2 separate regions of the Muntiacus reevesi genome follow, and region 2 is linked to region 1. Evidence: chromatin contacts called from public Hi-C data. All regions are on one chromosome and are shown on one strand. Each heading gives the region's core, a stretch centred on a gene start, on an enhancer-like site or on the middle of the called end of the contact. The rest is flanking DNA. Distances are from core to core; before and after follow the strand shown. Region 1 holds the start of TRAPPC9 (trafficking protein particle complex subunit 9). Region 2 holds the start of AGO2 (argonaute RISC catalytic component 2).

What was found. Hi-C and Micro-C count contacts between places; a contact is called where the count stands out from the background.
Region 2: a contact with region 1 is called in a Hi-C map of muscle, with 6 times the contacts expected there. The contact joins the promoter of AGO2 here to the promoter of TRAPPC9 in region 1. A contact is called at or near these places in 2 of 3 Hi-C or Micro-C datasets (blood and muscle).

Annotation. Positions count from the first base shown.
Region 1 is chr12:74,622,003-74,624,702 of mMunRee1.1, forward strand. TRAPPC9 (trafficking protein particle complex subunit 9) reads right to left here and starts at 1,388. Exons shown (of 22, transcript XM_065903184.1): 1 at 1,261-1,388.
Region 2 is chr12:74,757,225-74,759,924 of mMunRee1.1, forward strand. It overlaps AGO2 (argonaute RISC catalytic component 2), which reads right to left and starts at 1,402. Exons shown (of 19, transcript XM_065903367.1): 1 at 1,228-1,402. The coding sequence starts at 1,249.

The DNA.
Region 1 (2,700 bases), core at 138-2,637:
GTCTATCCATATAATAGAATACTACTCAGCCATAAACAGTACTGACACTGCTACAACATGGGTGAACCCTGAAAACATTATGCTCAATGAAAGAATCCAGGCACAAAAGACCACATATTGCATGATTCTATTTACATGAAATGCCCCAAATATGCAACTCCTTGGAGACAGAGAGTAAATTTGTGGCTGTTCCGGGTGCAGGAGGGGAGACTGACAATGGGTATGGAATTTCTATCTGAAGTGATGAAAATGGTCTGGATTAATAATGGTTGCACAACTGGGAATACACTGAAAACCACTTAAGTGTACAATTTAAATGGGTACACTTTACCGTATGTGAACATTCTCTCAATAAAGCTGTTACTTGATAAAATATTTCTTAACTATTTTTCCCTCTATTCCACTTGACAGCCCCACAATTTAAGAAAAAACCTTGCCAAGGGATCTTTAAGGATTGCAAGATGCCTGGTTCTCCAGCATCATGTCTCTAGTGCTGTTATTTCATACTAGGGAACACTAGCTGGGCCGAACTAGGAAGAGACGGTAACTACCTTCTAAAAGTCGCCAGTTGCCTTTAAACTGGGTGGGGAGGAGCAGAGAAGAGGGAGGAGGAGGTCACAGCCTCTTGCCTTCTGCTCATTTTTAACTAACCCGAGCCTACCTTCGGCACTATGGATCCCTCTGCAAGAACAAGTGGAATCCACAGGCATCCCACCCTGACACCAGCACACTCCGCGTGGAAGGGCGTTCGCGCGGGGCAGATGGACTAGGGGCGGAGACCAGGCGAGCACCGGCTCTGCAATTCCGAGACTCGGCCGAGAGAAGCTGGACTTAACAATTTCGGGAGCTCAACCGCAGGAGACGTGCCTGTCGCCACCGCGCGGGATCTGAGCCACTTAGAACCCAGAGGAGATGGAGGAAGAGAGGAAACCGAGAGCCGGTCCCAGCCGCGTCCGCAGACCCCCGGTCGGGGGCGGGGGCGGGGGCCGGGGAGGGGCCGGGGACGGCCGGCGCCCGCGGAGGGGAGGCCGGGCCGGGCCCGAGAGGCGGCAGGTGCGGGCCAGGGCGGGACGGGCGCGGGCGCGGACGGGGGCGCCGGGCTGCCGGGCCGGGGCAGGTGGCCGCGGCAGGTGCGGGCGGAGTCGAGCCCCTCCGCGGGACACACGCTGCCTGGCGCCCCCGCGCGCGCCGTGACCCACGGACAGCCCTGCCGAGGCCGGCCCGGCCCCCCGCCAAGGGGCACCCCCTTCTTGCACTTACGCGGCCGGGGCCCCTGGGCCCGGAGCAGGCGCCAACGGCGGGAGGGGCGGCGGGGCTGGGCAGCCTCTGCGGCCGCTCCCCGGGCTCGGAGCTGGAGCTTCCGACTGGCGGCCGGGCCGGCGCCGCCCCTGCGCATGCGCGGGGCCGGTTCCGGGCCCAGAGACCCGCGCCAGGTTTTAGGGGCGACACGGGGCCCGAGAGGGAGGGGCGGGGAGCGAGGTGGTCGCTGGGGGGCAGGGAGGGGAGGGAGACGGAAGGAGGAGGGCGGGAGGGAAGCCGCTGCGACCGAGAGAACTTTGACTCCTGGCGCCGCGCACCCAAAAGGAGGCGTCAAGTCCCGCCTCTGCGCCCCTTTCCCGGCTCTCAGGGCGCGCAGCTCAAATTTCAGCTCGAGGGTGGGGCCCTCTGCAGCCCCTGCTCCCGCAAAGCCCCTACCGGATCCCGATCGCAGCCCCTGCGCGGAGCCGGGCTTCCAGTAGCTCCCGGGATCAAGCACCGGCAGGCGTGGTAGCGATGCTTAGAGCTACCTTGGGGCGAGAATAAGTTCCCCTTTTACTGGCTGGGAGACGATCTCAGGGTGCCTCCCGGGCCTGACAAAACTGCTAGGTCACACATCGGGGCTGGGCGGGGATGAGGAGGTCAGAGCCGGAGCCCGGAGCAGACCGCCCGAGGACCGGTGCCTGGTCCCCACCCGTCCTGGGAAAACCACTCCCGACTCTAGGGGTCCCGTCAAGGGCTCGGAATGAAGTGTGGAACGGCTGTCATAGTTCCAGCACACAGCTGACTAGGTAGGGCAGAAGCCACTTAAGAACTTAAACCCTTCTAGGTTAAAAAATAAAACTTTAAAAGGAGTTTACATACATAGCTTGGAATGTGGGTAGCTTGTTTGAAAAATACACAACAAATTATCAACAGTTGTAGGGTTGAGAGAAAAAGAGGATGAGGGAGACCTTTCCCTGTGTATTTTTGAGTTTGAATTTTTTACCGTATGCATGTATTTCTTTTTCAGTTAACGAAAAAAAAAAGAAAACTGTAATGGAGGACAGGAGTAGTTCAGCCTGTACAGCAGCCGTGGAAAAACAGAGCCATCACTTACTTTACCCAAGCAAGCATTTATTGACTCTGCTGTGTGCCCAGTGCTGTTTTATGACTTATTATTTATATATTTTTTAAAAATTATAATATGCTATCCCTCATCCCTGCCCTGGGCCAGTGGGAAACCAATTGCATTTTATTGAATTGTTTTCCAAGGAGTGGAAATGAATTATAAACAGAATACATCTTCAGGGCAAAACCCATGGAGTGTATTTCCAGCACACCAGCCAGGAAGGATTTTCAACACAGGCGCCCAGAGGCTGAGAGAACGTTTCCAGGACCCTGCATAAAGCTACCCAGAGTGGCTTCTTCTTGGCCCTGAGAGCACAAGTTGACAGTTAAAGA
Region 2 (2,700 bases), core at 152-2,651, 140 kb after region 1:
TTTAAAAGTTGCTCTGGCTCAGCCTTGGAGAAGCTTTCTAACTAAGTGACATCAGAAAACAAGACAGTGAGTATTGACAAGGCACCGGACTGTGAGCAGAAAGTGTTACGGGATGCAAATGGATCAGAAGAGCCTCAACAGGTCCCGCCAAAGCCCCAGCGGCAGGAGGCTGGGGAGGGCCAGGGCCCGCAGAAGGCAGGACCCAGCCGGCAGGGCCTGCAGCCCGCTGGAGCCTGGTGGACAAAGGGGACAGGATGTGTCTTGTCCAAGTGGCAGGGCCAGCGGGAAATTTAGAAGCCACGTGCCCGGCGGGAGAAGGGGAAAAGCCTAACAACATTTGACCATTTTCTTGGCCCAGCAAGTTAATCGCCCGTCTACTCTGCATCCCCCCAAAAAAGTTCTTTAAAAAATGTGTTACTGCTCTAAGTTTTTCAGAACTTTTCTAAAGAGAGGGAGGCTGGCTAGTGAGAAAAGACGCTAAGGAAATCAGCACATCCCCTCACCTTCCTCTAGTAGATTGTAAAAGGCAATTAACACTTGAATAAGGAGCCTGTGTGTCTGGAATAAAAATGAGGCGCGCGCAGGTTTAGGGTTTTAGGGCGCCTTCCTATCCCTCTCTGTCCGCGGTCCTAACTACCAGCAAGAATTGGCCAAAATTCAGCATTTCCAGACTTTCCTTAGGAGAAGGGGCCGCAGAAGTGCTGGCAGAAAGAAAAACGAAACTGAGAGCGCTCCAGGCTCGCCGCGGCTCGGTCTGCGCCCAACGGCCGCGCTCCTCCCCGCGCCGCCCGCACCCCGAGTTCGGCGCCCCCGGCCGGGGCCTCTCCGCCCCCGGGCGCTTTGAGCGCGGCCCCGGCCTCTGCCCCGCCGGCCCCGCGCGGCGCAGGGGCCCAGGCGCCCAGGCGCCGGGCGCAGGAGGCCGGGCAGGCGGGTGCCCGGGCCTCAGGCCTACACGCGGGCCGCCTGGCCCAGTCCACGCTCCGGCCCGGTCCCAGCCCGCCGGGCCGCGGCGGAGACGGGGCGCGGGGAGGGCCCAGGCCGCGCGGGGCGCCCCGACGACTCGGGCCCGAGGAGGAGGCTGGGACCGCGTGTCCGCCCTGGGACCGAGGGAACGGCCGGCAGCCCCCCGACCCCCGGGCCCCCCGATCCCTCGGCCCGCGGTCGCCCGCCCGCGCCGCGCTCGCAACCGGCCCGCCAACCGCCGCGGGGAGGAGCGCGCGGACTCACCGGGGCCGGCTCCCGAGTACATGGTGGCGCCGCCGAGGGGCTCCGGGGCAGAGGGGCGGCCGCGCGCGCGCCACGGGCCCCGACGCCGCGAGCCGCGAGGGAGCCGCCGGCCGCACGATCCGCCCCGGCGCGGCCGCCAAACAGGTTTACCCGACGCGGCCGGGGCGGCGGGCGGAGGCGGGCGGGCGGGCGGGCGGGGGAGGGGGAGGGGAGGGGAGGGGGAGGGGCGAGGGAGCGGGCGGGGGCGGGGCAGGAGGGGAAGGGAGGTGCGGGAGGTGCGGGGGCGGGGCGAAGGGCGGGGCCCGCGCGACAGGGGGCGGGGCGAGGGAGCTGGAGGGGAGGGCGGGGCCCGCGCGGCGGGGGCGGGGCGAGGGAGCGGCAGGGGCGGGGCAGGGAGGGGAGGAGAGGGGAGGGGCGGACCCGCTCGGCGGCCGAGGCGGGCTGGGGGCGCGGCGGAGGGGCGGGGGCCGGCAGCCGGGACGCACGCGGGGCCGGGGGGGTGCTCTGCAGCCACTCAGAAGCGCGACGTCTCCTCCGAATGGGCGGAGCGGGCGGCGCGTCGCTGCCCCCGCACCCCCGCCGCCGAGACCGGGAAGAAAGAAAAGAAAACACAGCCCTCCCCTCCCTGGCGCGCGCGGGCAGACCCTTCCCCATCCCGAGCCCCCGCCGCGCCGGACGAGCTGGGGCCCCGTGTGGACGCGGTTGCGGCCCGCGCCCGGGCGCCCCGGCGTTGCAGCTGGGCTCTTTTAAGCGATAAAGGAAACAATGTCGCGAAGGTTTCTCCGGACCGGGAACTTGAACTTGAACGCGCCCGGGTCCTCGCACACTACCACACCGCCACCTCCCGGCGGAGAACCTACCTAGAGAATCCCTGTAAAGAGCTTCAGGTCAATTTTAGCCGCTATCAGGGATCATCAGATCAAACTGTTAACTCCTCATTGCAGCCCTCGGGGCCTCCTCTGGTCCTTTACCTGGGACCCTTTATCGAACCCCCCGTGCTCTTCCGTACATCTCTGTGTTCGCCCTCCTCGTGCAGAAACGTTCTCCCTCCAGCCAAACCCCTGCATCCAGTTTGTTTTTGGTTTTCGGAGTCATTTCCAGGGAGGCCAGCCAGAAGTCAACTCCTTTCTCCCCTACTTGATGAGGGGTTAGCAACCGGAAGGTGAAATACAGTCCAAAATTGCTTGTCATCTTTTTAACATATTTGCCTGCTCCTTTCTTCCTCCGGTAAGCAAGTACTGTCTGACACCGAGTGCCTGTGACTGTGTGTTCCACTGGCCTACGATGGTACAAAGATGAACGGGAGTTCTGCCTGCAAGCGTCCAATAGGTTTGTTTCTCTCTCTGCAATTCTCAAGGAATTCTTAAATAAAAGCAAGAGAATCCACCTGTCCTCCAGAAAGAAACATAAAAGGACTTCCATCTTCATCCAGTGATTGATATAAATGAGGGGGCCCCATGGCATCAGCCTCAG